3 separate regions of the Sus scrofa genome follow, and all the other regions are linked to region 1. A link is a contact called in public Hi-C and targeted proximity ligation data. All regions are on one chromosome and are shown on one strand. The core of a region is the stretch at or near the end of the contact, and the rest is flanking DNA. Distances in the headings are between cores, read along the strand shown.

The links. Hi-C and Micro-C count contacts between places; a contact is called where the count stands out from the background.
Region 2: a contact with region 1 is called in a targeted proximity ligation map of alveolar macrophages. A contact is called at or near these places in 2 of 2 datasets of targeted methods (alveolar macrophages and skeletal muscle).
Region 3: a contact with region 1 is called in a Hi-C map of liver, with 3 times the contacts expected there. A contact is called at or near these places in 1 of 47 Hi-C or Micro-C datasets (liver) and 1 of 2 datasets of targeted methods (skeletal muscle).

The regions. Positions count from the first base shown.
Region 1 is chr4:117,292,957-117,297,134 of Sscrofa11.1, forward strand. DPH5 (diphthamide biosynthesis 5) reads left to right here. Exons shown (of 8, transcript NM_001243679.1): 5 at 1,443-1,563. Among named protein-coding and RNA genes, the nearest start is that of DPH5, 26 kb to the left of the region's middle.
Region 2 is chr4:117,045,325-117,049,502 of Sscrofa11.1, forward strand. No RefSeq gene overlaps it. Among named protein-coding and RNA genes, the nearest start is that of S1PR1, 22 kb to the right of the region's middle.
Region 3 is chr4:117,106,685-117,110,862 of Sscrofa11.1, forward strand. LOC106508363 (a long non-coding RNA gene) reads right to left here. Exons shown (of 7, transcript XR_002343569.1): 6 at 3,715-4,130. Among named protein-coding and RNA genes, the nearest start is that of S1PR1, 39 kb to the left of the region's middle.

The DNA.
Region 1 (4,178 bases), core at 960-3,459:
ATGAGTATTGGTGACAGTTTTTAGGATCTCAGTATATAAAAATTGGGAGAAGTTCAGCTTCTCAAGGGCTGGAGGACCCCAAATGCCCCCGCTTCTCTGTTTCCTTCCTATATGCCTCTTACAGCAGCTTCGGGACACTGAGAAGCTTGACAATGATAATCCCTTCTCTAGGCCAGTTTCTTTATTTTTAAAATTAAGAACTTTAGGCTTTAGCAAAGTCAGATGATTTCCTGAAGTCACGCAGCTGTTTCAATCACACAGTTAATTTGTAGCAGAACTCAGGATGTGATTTCCAGCATCTAGTGCTTTCCAGCACTATTAAAAATTCTTTCAGGCACTCTTTAAATTGAACAATTAAATCTTTACATAGCAACCTTAGAGTTATGTTTTACCATATATTAAATCTTTGAAACTAAAATGCTTTGTTCAGTGCCTAGGTAAGAACTAATATTAACATATCATTCACAGTTTAAATAACTTTTTACATGTTATTTGAGTCACACAACCCTGTGGGTAGGAAGGGCAATATGTTATCCCTGTGATGGAACATTATAGAAGATAGTATGAGAAAAAGAATGTATGTATATGTATGACTGGGTCACTTTGCCATATAGCAAAAATTGACACAACATTGTAAATCAGCTATTCTTTAATAAAAAAAATTTTTTTTAAGAGTAATGGCACACAGCTAACATGTTGCAGAACCAAAATTCAAAAGTAGATTTTTCTTAGCCTGAGATTTGGAGTTGGACTTATCTAAGTGAATTGGGCAGCCAGCCTGGAACCAGGCAAGCATCTTGATGGTGCAGCAGTCAAGCAGCCTGGCTGAGCCACTTGGGGGACAGAGGCCCTTCTGCTTGGACTCCATGGTGAGGGAACAGATAGTGGGTACAGTGAGGGGGTAGGTTTTGAGACATGGCTGCAGTGGGTAGACAGTATGTGAATTTTACTGAGACGTGTGGTGGACGGGGCCGCTTCCTGAGACCAAGATGGAGTTTCTTTCTCACTTCTAATTAGCCGTGTGACTTGGGCAACTCAGTTGATCTTTCTGAGCCTTGGTTTTTCATCTATAAAGTGAGGATAATATTAACCTTGTGAAACCTGCTATGATTGCCCAAAAGTCTTTTTTTTTTTTTTTTTTTTTTTTTGGCTTCTTTGTGCATTCTTTGTATTTTGGTATTTTTAGCAGCTACCTAGCTAAATCATAAACTAGATACATGTGTTCTTATACTGAATGCAGAAATACTAGACTCCTTCTGCTGAAGACATCAGAATGACTCCAGTTGCTGTGGATCAAAGAGAACTTTTTGCACCCTTTTTTGTGATAGATTTGGTCCCCAGTCCACCTCAAGTTTCATTCTCACTTTTTATTTTGGTTGTTATCTGTGAAATAGTAGTTAGCGAATCGTTAAGTCATTAACTTATGTTTTTATTTTTTCTAGTTGTATAAATTTGGAGAGACTGTGTCTATTGTTTTTTGGACAGACACTTGGAGACCAGAAAGCTTCTTTGACAAAGTGAAGAAGAACAGACTAAACGGCATGCACACGCTCTGCTTGCTGGGTAAAGGCCTTTGGCGTTTCCTCGGGGTCACAATGTGGGGTTGTCATATTGTTCTCTTTTTGATTTTGTGTGAAGGTGAACTTCTTCTGTGGGCAGCTAGCTAGAGATAAGAAAGGATACTTTATGTATGCCATGCTCTTTCCCCAAATACCACATGGCTATTCCTGTGTACATGCTATAGTTCATGCTGCAGCCCACTTATGCCCTTATGGAGCCCCTCCAGGTTCCATCTCTTACCTGTTTGTCCACTGAGATCCTGTTCCGGTCCATATACAGCAATTCAACAGACTTGTATGGAGCATTTATTCTTACCCATCCCATGTCTCCCTCGAGGTGTCCTTTGAATATGCAGTATTGATGCCATCAGATTATTGATGCTGTCATAGATGTGAAAGAGACCCTGGAGATCATCTTATTGAAGCCTGTTTTATAGATGAAGTTGAGGCCCAGAGATATTGAGTCATTTTCAGACGCTCAGAATTGGTTGCAAAATTGGTAGAATCCAAATAGCCTGCTAGTCACAGCTTTTTTCACCGTATTATGCTGCCAAATCCTATTTCCTGACAAGGGTGGAAAGAGCTTGGATTGCTGTCTTCACATACCAAAATGATGGTACTAACGGAGCTGCAGACGCAGTGGGCTGCTTTTGCCAGCAGAGGTACTGGAATTGTACTGATTCACATTCACTACAGTTCCTGCTCTACGGTATGTGTTACAAAGATCCTGTAGTCAAAGCTTTCATCTGTGACTCATGAACAGAGAAGAGCTAACTGGCATTTTTGATGACTTTGAAACAATATTTACACTTGGAATCAGAAGACAAAAATCTGAGTTCTGTATACTAGCTAGAGAGTGTTGTGAACCGTCTTTACTTTACCTTCATTTTTGTCAAATAGGAATAGTCTTTTCTTGCCTCAGGGTAGTGTTTAGAGCGGTATTTCTCAAATTATGTGTGGTGAAGGACTAGGTTTTGTTCTTTTATATATATGTGTGTGTGTGTGTGTGTGTGTAATATATATACACATATATAAAAGTATATATGTGTATATATATGTATACACAATAAACACATACTTATTTATTTCAAAATTTCCAATCTTCTGTGTCAAAGTCAAATTACTCTAAGTGTTTCTAAACTCTCATTCCTGTAGTTGCTTCACCGTTTTCTGGTAGCAGAATTGTCTCATACTGGCATCAGTCCTCGGATCACACATTGAATTGCACCATTTTAGTGGTACTGTGTGTGCAAGCCATCCAGTAGAGTGTCTGCCACATAATACAGAGTCAGGACAGAGTGAACCCATGATTTTGGCCTCTTTAGTAAGTACAGATATCTAGAACATTAGATAAGATTCCTCCTAGCTGAAAACATTTAGGTTATTTGTATAATATAACCAGTTCTCTGTTATTCAGTAATATATATAATTTTTGTATTACCAGAACGCTAATCTATATGTCTCTTTTAAAAGAAGACTATTAAAAAGTTTTACTCAGGGTTAGCATTTCTTATAGGATAGAAATTGGAGATTATCTAGAGCAGGGGTTAGTAAACTAGCCCCCATGGATCAAATCCAGCCTACTGCCTGTTTTATAAACAAAGTGTAATTGGAGCACATCCATGCTGCTTCATTTATGTGTCATCTGTGGCTGCTTTCATGCTACAATGGCAGTGATAATTATGAGAGAGACCTTGTGGCCCTCAGAACCTAAGATATTTGCTACCTGGCCCTTTATAGAAGTTTGCCAACTCCTGATCTAAAGTGAAGTTTTTCGTAATCTGACGTGGTACACCCTGTGTTCCCCAGCGCTTCTCTTCCCCATTGTCTTGCATTATTTCCTTTCAGTCTTACCATCCATGTGAATTGCTTTATCAACTGGTTGGTTTTCTTCCCTGCTTCATAAGAGCAAGGACTTTGTCATGCTCTTATCTCTCTTCCAAATGTCTAGAAGTCTGGCACAGTGTAGCTGCTCATTAGTGTTTAATGGAAGTTAATTGGTTGAAGTTTATTTTTAGTTTATTTTCTCAGACTTGATCTTACTACCCATTGGCACAGAAAATCTTCAACTTTTGCTAGTTCATTCAGTTCCAGCCAGAATATATTCCTTTTACTCCAATAACATTGACACCTGATTAATTCTAGATCGAGATCAGTCCATGAATGCTTCTCTAATATTGTTTTGGCTTATGCCTATATCTCACAATTAACTGGTACGAAAATATTTTCTTCTTTTAGCTTATTGTCAGTGTAATTTAGTAATTCATAATTAATGAATTGACTTTCTAGTTTTGTCTTTGGATTTTTCCATGTGGAAAGGTACTGGTCTTCCTTTTTTGTAGTTCTTACTGGCAAGCAGACTGTAACACACTTGTTAATTCACGTGGAATATGCCATTACATATATCCATCCTGTTACCTTGAACTTGGATCCAATGAAGGACAGCCATTAGGACTTTTATTAAAGGCAGAAGTAGAAGTATATGCAACTGAGGGACTGAGGGACTGAGGGGTAGATTCGTTGGAGCTCAGATTCTAAAGTGTGTGTGTGTTTTACAGCAGAACTGAGAGGCTTTAAAACAGAATGGAAAGAAAGGCCTTTTAAGAACTAAGCTACCTC
Region 2 (4,178 bases), core at 522-3,021, 250 kb before region 1:
TTATGACGGGACATGATAATGTGAGAAAAAAGAATGTATACATGTATGTGTGACCGGGTCACTTTGCTGTACAGTAGAACATTGGCAGAACACTGTAAACCAGCTATAAAGGAAAAAATAAAAATCATTTTAAAAATTAAAAAAGCACCAAAAAAAGATTTTTTTTTTTTTTTTTTTTACTTTTCTAGGGCCGCACCAGTGGCATATGAAGATTCTCAGGTTAGGGGTCAAACCAGAGCTGTTGCTGCCGACCTACGCCAGAGCCACAGCAACTCAGGATCCGAGCCGCGTCTGTGACCTATATCACAGCTCAGAGCAACACCGGATCCCTAACCCACTGAGCAAGGCCAGGGATCGAACCCACAACCTCATGGTTCCTAGTCGGATTTGTTTCCACTGCGCCACGATGGGACCTCCAAAAAGACCCTAATTTAATTCAAAGGAAAAAATAAATAAAAGCACAAAAAAACACCCTGCAAGGCTAACTTGACGCTGTTCATTTCCTCCCTTTTGTCTGATAAGATCCCTGTTTGTTTTTGATGACTGATTCCCCCGGGGTTATCCAGATCTGATCAGCCCTATCAGCCGTTAGTTTTCTTCAATTTCAACCCCGAAGCCCGTTTTCTGGCTGAGGATGGAACTGGGACTAGCAAAGGGGGCTTAATGGTAAAGCGGGGCCGCGGCCACAACCAGAAACATGACTCAGAAGGCACAGCCTCTTCCAAGTGGACTGGTGACCACTTCCCTGTGAAGATCAGCATATTTACTGCCTTTCCCCTCAACGTCCCCCCACCCCCACCGGCAGTCTGGCAGGATGACATGGCACTGCTCCCAAAGGAAGTAAAGGGTACGGCCAAGATGCCAGAAGCAGATCCCCCCTGGACATTCTGCTTCTCGGCTCAATTCTTAGCCAGGTCTTAAAGGTATAACCTTTAAAAATTGTGACTTACTGTACAATTACAGTTACACCTGTAACTTATATAATATTGTACCTCAGCTATAATTCCTTTTTTTTTTTTTTTAAGGGCCATTCCTGCGACATATGGAAGTTCCCAGGCTAGAGGTTGCATCGGAGCTACAGTGGCTGGCCTACCCCACAGCCACAGCAACGTGGGATCCGAGCCGCATCCATGACCTACCCACAGCTTGCGGCAATGCCAGATCCTTCACCCACTGCATGGGGCCAGGGATGGAACCCACATCCTCATGGATCCTAGTCGTGTTCTTAACCCACTGAGCTACAATGGGCAGATGTAGGCACCACCACCTGTCACCTCAAGCTGGACACTGGGGTGACCCTAAATGCTTAAGAGTCATCTGTATATGTTGTTGTGCTGGGGACCCTTGGATTAAATGCCATGTACACAAATATAACAAACTCAGGTACAGATATTAGGGGATTCAACAATACTCCTGTTTATACAAATCATTTCTCTCTCTCTCTCTCTCTCTTTTTTTTTTTTTTTTTTTTTTTTTGGCCACACCTGAGCATGCAGAACTTCCCGGTCCAGGGGTTGAACATGTGTCACAGCAGTGACCAGAGCCACAGCAGTGACAATGCAGGATCCTTAATCTGCTGAGCCATGAGAGAACGCCTACAAGTCATTTCTTAAAATATAGCAATTAATAAATGCTACCCATTGAAGCTGGTCTTTGGGAACTTCTTATGCCCATCCACAAGCACAGTTATTTCTTCCAAGTGCCTCTGCTATCACTAGGAGTGTGGTTTCCTGAAAGGTCACAGCAGCTTGAGGACAAAGAAGGATGCATCTCGAAATAACAGAGAAACTTGAGGAACTAGCCTTGCCCTCCTCCAAGCCATAAAGGAATTACGCCCCTAGCCCCCTTCCTCTGGAAGAGGAACCTGTGCTGTTCTTTCTTTGTCCTGAGAAGGGGATCTCAGTTGGAATTCTCCCCATTTCCCTTAAGGACAAGCCAATCAAGGAAGCTGGAGGGGAAAAGGGAATGGCAGCAGGAGAGGAAAGAGAATAAACATGCTTTCGTTTTAGTTTTTACAGTCTTTTGAAAGCTCTCCTTCCCTAAAGCCTCCCACTTCCCTAATCCTTAAAATATCCGTCAACCATGCTGAATCATCCTTTCGATCAGATGCTAAAGTCAAGAGGATGCTGAAAAGTAACTCATGGCAAATAACTGTACATCTTTCAATAGAATTCATTCTCCTTCTCCTTCCCAAAGACACACGAACACACACACTCACTCCTTTTTTCTCCCTAGAGTCGATGCCCAATCAAGTTTTTTTTCTTTTTTTAATTTTTTCTTTCTTTCTTTCTTTTTTTAAATTGAGCCATCCATTATTTTAGCAGAATAAAAATTACATTGGCAGGGCTCCACACACCAGGTTTAAATGCTACAGTAGCACAACTGCAATTGGCGAGTGAGTTGACCATCCACAGAGCTGAAAGCAAACTTCAAAGACCCCTTCCTTGATGGCCAGGATTTTAGATCTTAGGATTCCAGTGTATTTTATTTTCAGTAACTTAATAGGGCAGAGCATGTGGGTGAGGACATAAGAAACAAATCAAGAGAGTAAGAGGGAAAATATAAAGAAAGGGAAGAAAATAAAGGTGGATGGTAAACGATGCGATACATGCTATAAATGAGATGTGAACACATCTCTATGAGAACACCGAGAAAGCAAATCTGCCAAGATGGGCAAGGCTTTAAAAATGCAGAGATGGGAGTTCCCGTTGTGGCGCAGTGGTTAACGAATCCGACTAGGAACCATGAGGTTGCGGGTTCGATCCCTGGCCTCGCTCAGTGGGCTGAGGATCCAGCGTTGCTGTAAGCTGTGGTGTGGGTTGCAGATGTGGCTCGGATCCTGCGTTGCTGTGGCTCTGGCGTAGGCCGGTGGCTGCAGCTCCGATTCGACCCCTAGCCTGGGAACCTCCACATGCCGCGGGAGCGGCCCAAAGAAATAGCAAAAAGACAAAAATAAATAAATAAATAAAAATGCAGAGATGATTTGAAATCGGCCTTGAAGGTAGTTTGGGATAAAATGGAGAACAAGGGAAAGGGGGGGTTCTGTGGTCTCAAACAAAGGTGTTTTAACTGCTCTGAACCTCACTTTCTTTCTGTGGGCGCACCCTGAGGCTCCTTAGGGTTAAATGAGAGAGCCAAATAAAAAGCCCTTTCTCATCTCTACCAGGTTAAGGAAGGGTACTCAGATTACAGCTGCGATTAGCAGTACGTTGACGGATCAAGGTTCACAGACGTAGAAGGACAAAAGAGCAATATCTGGAAGAAAAGCTGGAGTGATGGGCTCTAGGTGTGCATAAACGGACTAGAGAAAGGGTGTGCGTTTCTGTGCGCATGTGTGCATGCGTGCGTGTGCACGCACATTCCTGGGTGCGAGTCCAGTGTGGGAAGCAACTAGAAAAAGCCAGCAGCAAGAGGAGGGTGAGGAAGAGAAGAGGCAGAGGAGGAGAAGGGTGACTTAAAAGTGTGTAGTCTGCCACCGACGCTGAATTGATAGACAGTGAGCCCCCTTCCCAAGGGCATCTGGGTAACAGGCCAGGCCCCTGAACCACAAAGCTAATGGACAGCGTTCTTTAAAGGTGACAGCCATGGTTCAGTGACAGGGGTACATTTTTACCTTTTTTAAGTGCGTTTCTCTCTTTGTCTTCCCTGAGAAAAAATCTTTGCACTCGTCTGCCTGCGGTAAGCCTGGGCCCAGAGGGAAGGTTTGAATTTATTGCAGGAGAACAAGACAAAGAGTAAAGTTCTGCTTCTGTCATTCAAAAAAAAAAAAAAAAAAAAAAAGCGGGTTATGCAAGCCTCTTAAAAGGGATTTGCTGAACTCCTTTGCGAGGCCCTTCATAGTTTAACCACCACGCACAGAGGCTTCAGATCATAGATGTCTACCACAAAAAGGGGGAAAAAAGTAACCAATTTGCCACTAAGATTTTTTACTCGGGTGAATGAAGGTAGGAAGAAGCTATGATGGAAAGAAAGATCTGATGTTGTTAGTGTGGGAACTGTAGGAAGTGGGAACAGAGACAGAGACAGAAGAATGGATAAATGGAGGGTGTCCTCCTCTCCCTTCCCCAGCAGTTCTGAGCTTGGCTTGGAGAAGGGAAGGGAGCCAGGAAAGCGAGGTTAGTTACTTCCGAAGGCAGAGAGGGGGTCCCTATTGGAGAGACCCTTGGGATTCTATGAGG
Region 3 (4,178 bases), core at 712-3,211, 190 kb before region 1:
ATTTTTCTTTGACCCGTGTCCCATAAGACCTTGTTAGGAAGAATATATTGAAAGCCCTGTATGCCTCAATCTGTGAGTCACATAAACCAATGACTGCAGTGGAATGTTGGGGGCAGGGCAGATTTCCTTTAAAAAGCACAGATTACATCCTTTTCCTACTCCATCACTTTCCATAGCTCTTTGCTGCCTGTATAATACTTTCTAAACTTCTTCTCTTGGCAGTGAAGAGCCCCCATAAATCGGGTCCCTCTCAATATTATTTTTCACTGTTTCTCAGAATAAATCCAGGCTGGTCTACTCACTGTCTTCCCAATTTCTTTTCACACCCACACCTGCACTTTTGCTGATACTATTTCCCTTGCATAGAATAAACCTTCTCTTCTCTGTTCCTTTGGTCTGTTAAATGACTAAGGCTTAAATCAAGTACTCTTCTCTGTGCAGTTTTTGTTTGTTTGCGTGTTCGTTTGTTTGTTTTTTACAATACAATTCCTATGCCATTTATTTTGGGACGACTCACTTGGCACTTGGATGTTATCTGCTAATTTGTTTGCTATTATACTTTCTTTATATTATAAGTTTTGTATTTTTCTTCCTTTTCCTTTTTTGGCTGCATCTGTGGCATGTGGAACTTTCTGACCCCAGGGATCAAACCCCCACCACAGCAGTGACCCAAACACCATTTCAGTGACAAAGTCAGATCCTTAACCACAAGGGAACTCAAGGTTGTAAGTTTCTTGAGGGCAAATTTTTTTCAATTTGAAGAGCATCTAGCATAATATTATTTTCCAAATTCAAGTTGCTTTGTTCTGTTTGCTTTTTAAGGCCACACCCGTGGCATATGGAAGTTCCCAGGCTAGGGGTCAAATCGGAGCTACAGCCACCAGCCTATACCATAGCCCCAGCAATGCTGGATCCAAGCTGTGTCTGTGCCACACCACAGCTCACAGCAACACCAGAATCCTGATGCACTGAGCGAGGCCAGGGATAAAACCCCTATCCTCATGGATACTAGTTGGATTCATTTCCACTGTGCCACAACAGGAACTGCCAAATTCAAGTGTTCTAAAATTGATGTATCTAAGTGTATATTCTGATGAGTATTGAAAAACATATATACCTGTGTCTATGTACCCACTCTCCCAATCAAGATAGACAACATTTCTAGCCATGTCTACTGTCTCAGTAGACATCTGGCTCAGCTTCAGGAGGAAGAGGCAGGACCAGAAGGGTGAATCGTAAGTTTGAGGCCAGCTAAAGGGATTGATTGGATCATCTGATAAAGTGAAAGGCAAATACTAAAGTCAGATGATGCAGTATTTTGTATTGAGCAAGTCTGGGATTGTGCAACCTGTGGATTACTCAGTCAAAGTTCAGTGACTGACAGGCAGCGGTGGAGACCGAGGCCCCAGGGTGGCCATGCCAAAGCCAGCTATGATCCTCTAGCTGGGACAAGCTGACCTCAAAAGAACTCTAGGAAGTTGAGGGTTACAGCACAGGCTGCTCCAACCTGAGGATCCAAGGTGATGAGATTTCTGGGAGCTTCTTTATTAAAAACATTTGCTCAGTGACAGACTGCTGATAAAAGGGATCCCTTGGCTGACTTGAATGTTTGGCTGCTTTATGAGTAAAACATCCCACTCGATTTCCCAAATGGGAATTGCCTTCGACTAAGAACATGCGAAAAGGCTGAGAGACTGATCCCAGCAGAATTAACATTATACTATATTACCTCTACCTTAAAACAGAATTTTTTAAAACATAAATCAGATCAAGCCATTCACCTGTGCAAAACCTTGCACTAGCTTTCCAAATTACAAAAGAAATCCAAAATTCTTAACCATGACCAACAAAGGCCCAAGCTGGTCTGGTTTTGCATCTACGCTCCCAGCACTGGCTTCACTTAAACTGCCCCTTCCTACTGGTTCTTAGACGTGCCAAGTCATTCCAAGACCTTTGCACTTGCTGTCCTCCTTTCCAGGGATGCTATTCCGCAAGCCCTTTGCTTTCAGGCATCCACACTTTGTTCAGCTCTATCAGCTACTTAGAGAAGTCTGGCCCAATATTTCTATCTTTCCCTTGCCCATTTTATTTTTCCTCTTAGTCCTTCTCAGTATCTGAAAATACACTGTAATTTAAATAATTTACCTGTTTATGGTCTGTTTCCCTCACTATAATGTTGGCTTTTATAATCTTTCTGCTTCATTGTTATGTCCCTGTGACTAAAGCAGTATCTGAGCATCTTCAAAACTCAATAAATACTTGTTGGATGAAGGAACGGGTTTTCGTATCTTCCGAATTAAACACCACACATATCATCTAGCCCAACACGCTTGTTTCATAGAGGAAGAGACCTATCACCTGAGGTGAAGGGGTGAAGGTTATCTTGGGACTACTTCTTGCTCTTGCTCCAGAACCCTTCAGCAAACCATGCAGCCAGTCATCTTCCAGCCACACTCTTTTGTGCCTTGATGTGATTGGCAATGCACAGTAACTAAAAGGTATTAGTCAAAGGCCCTTGTCTTTTACTTTCTACCTCTCTGGGGTCTCTCCATCTCCTCTCCCCCTCCTCTCCCTCCGCCTTTCCTTCAGGTAATCCTTTGAGTTACACTCTTGGCCCACCTTCCCCACTGGCCCCCTAGGTAGTCAAGTCCATTGCACCTGTATGCTAATGAATCAATACCTCCAGCCCAGATGCCTCTCCTTATCTCCAACTCACATGCTAACTCCTTACCAGACAGCTCTGTCTAGATGCCTCTGGGCATTACACACTCAGTATTTCCAAAGCAGAATTTATTCCCCATCAAAGCAGCTCTTCCGCCAGTGCTCCCTATCCAATGAATGAGGTTATCCAACCTGGCAAACTTCTCGCACTCTGTTCCCCTCAAATAATCCTAAGGAGGTGTTGATTCCACTTCCCAAATATTTATTGCATCTAATTCTGTCATTTTCACTGCCTCTAATTTTATTTATACTTCTCATCAATTCTTACATGGATGAATATAAAATTGCCTAATTATTTTTCAAGATGCAGTTTGCTACCCTTTAATGAGGCATCAAATCAATTTAGTGGGTCATAACAAGCTTTTTTTTTTTAAATCTCTTATTTCTTTGTACAAGGCAGAAATTAGCAGGATCAAAATTAGTAGGAACACAAAGGCATTTACTGGCAGCTTTTCCTTTTTTGTAAAGGTCAAAGTACTCAAAACATTTCAAACGAGCACAAAGACACATCTAATAGAGAAAGCCTGTTCCCTGCCCCCATTCACTTAAACTGAGTGGAGAAATGTTTTGTATCAACAGCACTCAGTGGATAGCAACATCAAATATAGTGGCGATTTAGTTTTAATGTGATTTGCATATGCATTATGATTGTTTGAAAGACATTTCGTTTCTCTGCAATGTTATTCCCTGAAATTCATATTCATCGTGCTTCCTGACCCAAAGGGGTGAGCTCCTTGGAGTAAATCCTTCTCCCACCCTAACCATTAGCTCTAACCGCCATCTTGGATTTGAAAGTGAAATTCAGTACTCTTGCTTCAGAGTGGTCAGTACAGTTTTATGTTCTACTTCCATGGTCTAGTCAAGAGCTAAATTTTCCACTCATTATAAAATTTTCTCCAGCATCAGTTAGTCCAGTATTCACGTCTCCCTCAAATTTTTCCCCTTTCTGAAGCAAGTTCTGAATTTGGACAGTTGTTCCAAGCCTCGCCCTACCTGCTTTGTAGACCAGAAGGAAACACTCTTCCATTTGTCTCAGTGTCTTCCTGTCCCAAGCACAGCCAGGCAAACAAGCATCTCCAGGAAAGGTATGGACTCCTTGCAGCAGGGGAGCATCCTGTCGTCTCCAGATCTACTTAGCCTGCCAGTCCCAACCTCTGGGCCAGTCCAAGCCTGTGGCCACATGGGGGACTGTCCTCTGCACCCCATGGCCCAGAAAGACCATTAGAATGAGGACCATGACCAGATGAGGAGACTGAGGCCATGGAGAGAAAGGAAGGTGGCTTCACTTTTGTGGTGGAGGTGGGGGGGGGAGGTCCTTGCTCCCAGGTGGCTTGTGCCTGAGGTCTTATGTCCCAAACTTCCCTGTGACATGTCTCCAGCAGCTTGCTCAACTTGCCAGAACTCAAATTCTTAAAAACATGAAACAGAATGAAACAGAGAAGAAAATATCTGAATGC